Regions from separate parts of the Sus scrofa genome. Here region 2 is linked to region 1. Evidence: chromatin contacts called from public promoter capture Hi-C data. All regions are on one chromosome and are shown on one strand. The core of a region is the stretch at or near the end of the contact, and the rest is flanking DNA. Distances in the headings are between cores, read along the strand shown.

The links. Promoter capture Hi-C pulls out the DNA fragments that hold promoters and counts their contacts.
Region 2: a contact with region 1 is called in a promoter capture Hi-C map of liver, with 4 times the contacts expected there. The contact joins the enhancer-like site here to the promoter of ABTB2 in region 1. A contact is called at or near these places in 4 of 5 promoter capture datasets (fetal liver, fetal skeletal muscle and liver) and 16 of 47 Hi-C or Micro-C datasets (alveolar macrophages, embryonic fibroblasts, fetal heart ventricle and 10 more).

The regions. Positions count from the first base shown.
Region 1 is chr2:26,576,328-26,580,827 of Sscrofa11.1, reverse strand. ABTB2 (ankyrin repeat and BTB/POZ domain-containing protein 2) reads right to left here and starts at 1,302. Exons shown (of 17, transcript XM_003122881.5): 1 at 1-1,302. The coding sequence starts at 823.
Region 2 is chr2:26,912,500-26,916,909 of Sscrofa11.1, reverse strand. No RefSeq gene overlaps it. Among named protein-coding and RNA genes, the nearest start is that of CAPRIN1, 39 kb to the right of the region's middle. Within about 2 kb of position 1,344, at least 2 of the 83 cell types and tissues checked have an H3K27ac peak or open chromatin away from gene starts, as enhancers often do. A contact at or near this core is called in liver, where this site is marked.

The DNA of each region.
Region 1 (4,500 bases), core at 53-2,552:
CATCATTGTTGATGACCATCTCCAAGGCCTCAGCGGACACCTCTCCGCCTCCAGCACCTCCGCCGTCGGGGCTCTGGCTGGCCAGCACCCTGGCCCGGATCTCCTCCACCAAGTTCTCCATGCAGGCGGTGAGCGAGATGGCCGCGTACTCGTGGATGCGCACGGAGATGCGGGTGTCCACCATCCAGCGGAAGAAGCGACCCACGGAGAAGGTGAGGCCACAGCGTGCCGACTTGCCCCGGCGCAGCCCATCGCCAGCGCTCATGCTGTACAGGGACAGTGCCTTGACGGCGGCCAGGGCGCAGCTCTCGGCCAGTGCCCAACTGTGAACCAGGCGCACGGCGCTCTGCACCTCGAAACGGGTGCACTTGGCGTGCAGCACGCTCAGGCGCTGCGCCTCGCGGGCCACACGGATGAGCGCCCGACGGAGCAGCCCCGCCAAGCGCCTGACCGCCTCGGCGGAGAATAGGGGCAGTCGCCGGGCGCCCGCACCTTTGCGAAGCACCCGGGCCACGTCTCCCTCGGTCCAAGGGAACTCCTCCAGCTCGGGGAGGCGCGGGCAGCGCGAGAAGAGGTCTGCCACCTCGGGGTCCTCGGGCAGCACCGTGTTCACCGTGTCCCAACTGTTGTGGCGGCTGTTCATGGAGCCAGAATAGCACCACCAGGCCGCCCCGCGGTGCTGCTGCGCCGAAGAGTTGAGCGCCTGCGAGTTGGACTTGGAGGACGAGAGACTGAGAGAGCGGCACGAGTCCCCCGCCCCATACCCGGAGTCCAAGGTCAAGTCCTCCAGCGTCTTCAAAGTGGAACTGTACGTCCCGGCCATGGGGAGCCTGCCGGGGGCGGCCTCGCCGAGCGAGGGGCGCTCACAACTCCATGCGCCCTTCCCCAAGTGGGCAGAAAAAGCTCTAAGCTCTCCCGGGCGCCCTCCTTCCTCTTGGCGCCGCGGGGCTTGGCCGCCGCATCGCCCGCCCGCCTGCTCCGGCGGCCGCGGGAAGGTAGGCGAGATTCCCGGCTGCCGGAGCCCCCCGCGTCTGGCGGCCCGATTCCAAGCTGTCACTGGAACGGTCCCCCGCTGCTCGTCCTCAGCACTCCCCAGTCCACTTCAACTTCCCCCAGGCAGAGCGTCTATCCTCCGTAGAGAAGGAATCCCGAGAGAACAGGGCGGCGGCGGCAGGAGAAGGAGGCGGCTCCCGGCGCTGCGCGAGTCCCGGACCAGCCGGCCTGAAAGCGCTCGGCAAACTTCTGCGCTGAACCGGCCGCCCGCACAGCTGGGTACCCGGCTGCTGCCGACATGCAAATAACCAGCGGCGGGCCCACCAATCATCGGCCGTGACGGGCAGGGGTTGCACCAATGATCTCCCACAGGGGCGGTCACTATGCAGATTGCACTCAGCCGCGGGTGAAACCCCGCGGCGGCGGAGGCGGGGCTGGAGGCCGAGGGTCGAGAAAGGCGGCTGGGAGGACGTTGGAGGAGGGGGAAGAGAAGGAGAATGAGAGAACTGGGAGCTGGGATGTGGGGAGCAGAGACTGGGAAAGGAGAGGTTGAAACGCGAGGCTCGGGAGCCCACGATTTAAAGAAAAATATAAAGGAAAAGCCACTGTGCGCTGTCCTCTTCCCGCCGTCCGGGCTTTGAGTGTTCGCAGCTCCGTTTCGAGCCTTCTGCTGCCGAACGCCAATGCTGGCGTGGGTCGCAGAAGGAGGTTGAATAGGGAAGGGGACCTCGGCATGGGGGAGGGGGTCCAAGCCTGGCGCTCCACCTCTCCGAGGACTTTCTGCCAAGTCCCTCCCTTTTTCTCCGAGACGAAACTCCAGTTGTGTTTGGAGAGAGGAGGAACGCCCCTAACTTGCCTCCCTTCCCAAATCCGTCTGGTTTTCTTGACGTTGCTATCTAGGCTCCAATCAGAACAGAATTTCTTCTTAACCTGGAAACTGATAGACCGACGGGCTCCAGGAGGCCTGCGATTCCGCCCCTGCCTCCCCAGGCACTTGAAATTACACACGCAATAGTCGGAGTATTTCTCTGGGGAGAGGCCCAGATCAGATTCTCAAAAGTGTCCTTGACTCCCCTGTTACAACTGTGCAACGCTGCTTGCCATCAGGTGCCTTTCTGATCGAGATGCCAGTGTCCCACAGTGTCTATGTGTAGGGTTATTACTGGAAGAATGTGAAGGTGAGAAACGTCCCTAGCGCTGGCCTGGGATTGGAACACCTGGCTGAATTTAGCTCTTCCTAATGATGTGACAAGGGAGAAATATATGCATCCCCGCCCCCAGCCCCAGGACTTCCTTCCTCTGAATAAAATGAGAGCTGACATCCAAGAAACACCATTGTAAACCTGTCTCAGATGCGTCCTAATCAGAGCTTTATTGGTTCTAGCAGATCCACGCCCGCCCCACTCCGTCCCGCAGTTGTCCTGTAACTATTCACACACGTGCACGAACGTGCATGTGCTGTGCCCCCTCCAGTGTGAAACCGCAAAATCAAGGAGACTGCGCGAGTTTCCCCCAAGTCAGCCTCCTCCCGCACTCTGGAATAGAATAGCTCCTTTGTGCTGTATCTTACATGGCCCTGACCTTGGGCCTTGAGTTGATACGAACTAGAAATGTCTGGTTTGTCTCTTCTTAAATTAACTGCCTTTTCCTGTGAAACTCCTTTTTCTTGGGCAGTTTTGCCTGATTGTTTTTTCCTGCGGGTCTTTATTTATGCAATATCGCCGCCTCGTGGTTAAAACTGGGGACGGCTTCAAGGGTGGGCGTACTAATGAACCACCCAAGTCCGCAGAGTCTAAATCAAGAGAAGACACAAAACTACATCTTAAGCAGGAGCGACAAGTCGAAGTAGGTAAGGAGGTTCAACTTGTCAAAAATGCGAAAACTCATTTGATGCAATTTAAAATGAACTAGGGGAAATACAACAGCATTAAGGCAAATATCGCCCTCTAACGGATATTTAGAGGAAATAAAATACACAGGTTTTTTTGTTTGGGTTTTTCCCTACCATTTTTCACTTTGTTGTGCATTCCCTTAAAAAGTTATGCAAATGACTTAACTGGAAATTTAGGGCGGGGAACTCAATGAATGGAAAGGTTATCTGGGAAACTATCTGAAATATTTCTTGGGGGAAAGAGCAGGTGGGGTTAAGTTACTTGATGACCAGAAGTGTAAAAATAATCAACCATGCCTGTAACCAAATTTCAGAATCCTGTGGATGTTAAATTGCACCACAAGGATTTTTCAGAAAAATTCAGTCATGGGAAATGCTACTGGACAAACAACTGGAGTTTCCTTAGTAAATTGCACAGAAAGAAATAGATGGAGAGGAAACCTATACACTGAAAGAGACTTAGAAGACATGCCAGGTAGTTCTCTTCGTGGTTCAGAGGAAACGAATCTGATTAGCATCCATGAGAATGCAGGTTTGATCCCTGGCCTCGCAAGGTGGGCTAAGCATCCAGCGATGCTGTGAACTGTGGTGGAGGTCGCAGATGGAGCTTAGATCTGGCATTGCTGTAACTATGGTGTAGGCTGGCAGCTCTAGCTCCAATTGGACCCCTAGCCTGGAAACCTCCATTTGCCTTGGGTGTGGCCCTAAAAAGACAAATAAATAAATAAATAAAAATAAAGAAGACAGCCAATCACAATGTGTGGAACAGAAAAAACATTTGACAAAGTCCAACATCCATTCATGGTAAAAACTCTTACCAAAGTGGATATAGAGGGAACATACCTTAACATAATAAAAGCCATTATGACAAACCCACAGCAAAAATAACACTCAATGGAGAAAAGCTGAAAGCCTTCCCACTAAAATCTGGAAGAAGACAAGGATGTCCACTCTCACCATTTTTATTCAACAGAGTAAGTATTGGAAGTCCTAGCCACAGCAATCAGACAAACAAAAGAAATAAATGGCATCCAAATAGGAAGAGAAGAGGTAAAACCGTCACTGTATGCAGATGACACGATACCATATATAGAAAACCCTGAGGACTCAACCCAAAAACTACTCGAAATGATCAACAAATTCAGAAAAGTAGCAGGATATAAGATTAACGTTCAGAAATCTGTCACATTTCTGTATATTAACAATGAAGTGCTAGAAAAGGAATACAAAAATACAATACCTTTTAAAATTGCACCCAAAGTAAAACTATCAGTATTTGCAGATGACATGATACTATACCTAGAGAATCCTAAAGACTCCACCAGAAAACTGTTAGAGCTCATCCACGAATTTGGCAAAGTCACAGGATACAAAATTAATACACAGAAGTTGATGGCATTTCTATACACTAACAATGAAAGAGCAGAAAGAGAAATTAGGGAAGCAAATCTGTTTACCATTGCATCGAAAAGAATAAAATACCTAGGAGTAAACCTACCTAAAGAGACAAAAGACCTGTAATCTGAAAACTGAAACACTGATGAAGAAATCAAAGATGACACAAATAGATGGAAAGATATCCCATGCTCGTGGATTGGAAGAGTTAATATTATCAA
Region 2 (4,410 bases), core at 95-2,594, 340 kb before region 1:
CTGGATGCCAGCTAAACCCAGCTGCATGTATAAAACCAGCCAACACCACCTGGGGCAGAAGAATGCCCAGTCAACCCACAGAATCATGAGGAAAAAGGAATCATTGTTGTTTTTAGTTGCCAAGTTTGGGGATGAATGGTTACGCAGTCTTTGGCTTGGCATAGGTAACATCATGTGTCCGGGAGCCCCTAGGCCTCCGACTGGAAATACCTGCTTTTCTTGTGTCCTCCCTTGACATCTCAGTGGCTGTTCAGAAAAATGGTAGGCAAGTGGGGGAGAAAAGCTATGTTCACCTGCTTTGGGGGGGTTTGTATTAATGTAATTTTCAGAAAGAGCAAGAACTTTGGGGCAAGAATACTTGGATTTGAATACTCAGCTTTGTCTCTTTCCAGTGAGTCACCATGAACAAGACACATTGCCTTTCTGTGTCTTTCTAAAAACTAGAAGTAATTTTTTTTGGCCATTTCTTTATTACTCAATGAATTTATCACATCTGTAGTTGTATAATGATCATAACATTCCAATTTCACAGGATTTCCCTTCCACAACCAAGCACATCCCCCCACCCCTCAAACTGCCTCCTTTGGAGACCATAAGTTTTTCAATGTCTGTGAGTCAGCATCTCTTTGTAAAGAAGTTCAGTCTGTCCTTTTTTCAGATTCCACATGTCAGTGAAAGCATTTGATGTTGGTGTCTCATTGTATGGCTGACTTCACTTAGCATGATAATTTCTAGGTCCATCCATGTTGCTAAAAATGCCAGTATTTCATTCATTTTAATGGCCGAGTAATATTCCACTGTGTATATATGTACCACATCTTCTTGATCCATCCTCTGTTGATGGACATTTAGGTTGTTTCCATGTCTTGGCTATTGAAAATAAAAAAACTAGAAATAATTTTGATTTTTACATATAAGGTTCTTTTGTGGAGATGAAGTGAGAGATATTCCACAAATATTTACTGAGACTTGACACTACCCATTACACTGTTGGCTCTTCGAGAACAATCTCTTGGTACTATCACTTTTTCTAAAGTTCCAAAATTATTTACTGAGTGAATGAATGGTGACAGATCCTGGTGACACAAAGACAGAATTGATGTCTGAAAAGCTCAAAGGTACGGAATGTGTATGAAACTACAAAGTGGTATACGATTTTTATTTTTATCATTTTACTTTTAAATACAGTGATTCACTGACTCGCTAATTAGATTTGCTAACTCTTCCCACCTCATTCCCAAAAGGATTTGCAGAAGCTTTAAAAAAGCATCAAATATAAAAGGATAAACTATAGATGAGAAAACTAGGGTAAAGGGAAAATAAAGGTCAGAACAATGATTTGTTAATCTGTAACTTCATTGCAACATACTTTGGCTTTTTAAAGCTGATATCTTCACTTAAGGTAATTAAGATGCCAAGATTTCTAGAAGCAATAAAATCTGTTAAATTAGCCACCTGTAGTTTAGCCATAGGTAGGTCCACTGAGATTTCACTATATGTAACAATTGGTAAGAAAAGTCCTGAAAACCTCCTCTCCTCCAGTTGGCCAGTTCAGTCTAGGAATGCAGCCATTGTGTATATAGTGATCAGGTGATAAGCAGTGGAGACTAGCAGGTAAAAACTGGAAAGCAGCTAGTAGCTAAAATAGGCTTCTATCTGGAGTTCCCATTGTGGCTCTGTGGTTAAAAAATCTGACTAGAAACCATGAGGTTGCAGGTTCGATCCCTGACCTTGCTCAGTGGGTTGATGATCCGGCGTTGCCGTGAGCTGCGGTATAGTTGCAGACGAGGCTCGGATCTGGCGGTGCTGTGACTCTGGCGTAGGCCAGCAGCTGTAGCTCCGAATTGACCCCTAGCCTGGGAACCTCCATATGCCACAGGAGTGGCCCTAGAAAAAGGCAAATAAATAAATAAATAATAAAATAAAATAAAATAGGCTTCTATCTCTTACTAGGTATATGACCTAGAGCAGGTCGTCTTTTAAGCCTCGGTTTCCTTATCAGTAAAATGGGTGAGTAATAGTACTGGCAACATAGGGTTGTTTGTGAGAATTAAATGAGATAATCCACATGGCACATGGTACATTTTCACGGGTGTTGGCTGTTATCACCATTGTAGCAAAGAGAAGATGGCCTGTGGGAGGGAGAAGGGTCTCTGGATCTTGGGCAGGTGTAATTTTATTGTAAATCTGAGTGAGCAGGTATTAATTGGGACACTTTGCTGGCAAGTGGAGTGTGCTCTCGTATTTCATCTGTCAGAACACGTGATCACCACCCTAGTCTTCCTGGGGTATCCTTCTGCCTTGGGAGATTAAAAGCATTATGGAGGAGGGCAAAGAGGAAATCCAGCTTCTGGCACTCAAAAATTGGATTTTTGCTTCTTTTTGGATGCTTTGCCCTCAACTAAAGTATCTCACCAATGAGGAGTTATGTCTTAGGTATAGTCATCAGGTATAAATGACAGGTCTTCCACCTCAGATGTGGTTAACTGAGAGTGAGCAGCAGAAATGAGCGCTCATCTAAGGAGACTAAAAGCTCTTTAAAATGATGTTTATCCATACTGATTATGTTCATATGTTTTAACTTTTTTTAGTTTTTATTTTTTTGGTCTTTTTGTCTTTTTAGGGCCACACCTCTGCATATGGAGGTTCCCAGGCTAGGGATTGAATTAGAACTATAGCTGCCAACCTATACCACAGCCACAGCAACTCAGGATCCAAGCCCCATCTGCAACCCACACCACAGCTCACAGCAACTCCAGATCCTTAACCCACTGAGCAAGGCCAGGGATTGAACCCATGTCCTCATGGATCCTAGTCAGGTTCGCTAACCACTGTGCCACAAGAGGAACTCCTCATATGTTTTAACTTTAAAAGCAATTTTAGAAATCAATATTGAAGTATAATTTGATTCTTTACTTGCAAATTCCTAATTGTAACACCTTTGAGTCCTCCTTTTTAGAAAAGAAAGCTTTTAAGAAGCAAGCAGTGTAGGTGTACTATTATGGTTCAGTGGTTAACGAACCCGACTAGTATCCACGAGGACATGGATTCGATTCCTGGCCTTGATCAGTGGGTTAAAAACCCGGCATTGCCATGAGCTGTGGTGTAGGTCACAGACCTGGCTTGGATCCTGTGTTGGTGTGGCTGTGGTATAGGCCAGTATCTACAGCTCCAATTCGACCCCTAGCCTGGGAACCACGATATGCTATGGGTGTGGCCCTAAAAAGACAACACCAACAAAAAAGAAGCACTGTAACTCAGAGAGACCATGAGAAAAAGTATGCCAGAGTCGCCCAAAACAAAAGTCCCTTGTTTCAGAGAAATGTGTGGATTTGAAAAGATTAGCAGAAGACCAGCTTAATTCATGTGATGGCATACACATTCTTAGTAAAAATTCAAAATGCTTTCTGTGTTCAGGGTGCTAAGCTGGTGTACAACAAGGTTAATGCCATATTCTGTTAGAATTTGCTTGCCTAGAGTCCAAAGTTGATTTTAGATTCTAAAGTTTTCTTCTTTTATAGGCATTGAAATTTTTCAAAGCTGAGTTTCAGAGCACATGGTGACTCAGCTTTTGTGGGGATGGGTTAACAATTCCAGCTAAATTTCAAATTCATTGAAGGTCTCCTTCATTCTGGAGTAGTTGAAAACTTAAACTTGTAAGGTCAGGACTATCCATGTCTCATCATCCTGTCATTATATGAATAGCAATGGAGAAGCAAGCCGAAAAACCAGCAAGGGAGATGAGTCTACTGGAATACCAATAAGAGAGAAAAACATGAAATCATCCTGTTTGGGAAGGTGGGTGGAAGCTCTTGGGAGCCAGGACAAAGCGTTTGTAGTGGCCATTTCCTCTGCTGGCAACAGCCCTCAGGTTTTACTTGGAGGGGAGCACCCCTCCCCGACTATCAGCTGTGTGGTTTGGGTGGGATTGACCTCAGCTGCAATTCTAGGCTAAACTGTCATTTGCTTAAGCCACCCTCTGCCCCTTGGCCACCATGGTCTTTCCAAAATAGCCACATGATGCAATCTAAGACTAGATGCAAAGGGAGATTATGATATTGGGGGATGCGAAGGGGAGTTTCCTTCCCTTCACTGAGAATTCTGTTCCCCCGAAGAGTGATTATAAAACCTAGAGGCCTGACCTGCTTGGTAGTCATGTTATTACTGAGTGTGGGGGTCCCAGAGCTGCCAGGAATCCACTTTGTGGAGGATAAAGCCAGCCCAGCAGAGGGCAGAGGAAAAATGTGGACAGAAACAGTACTTAGTTGAAATCACTTGAGCTATTGGATCAAAATATACTTGAAGTCAGATACCACAGGACTTTCAGTGAAATAAACCAATAAACTCCTTTATTGCTTAAATGAATTTTCTGTGGCTTGAAGCAAAACAAATTCTAATCATTGACCATTT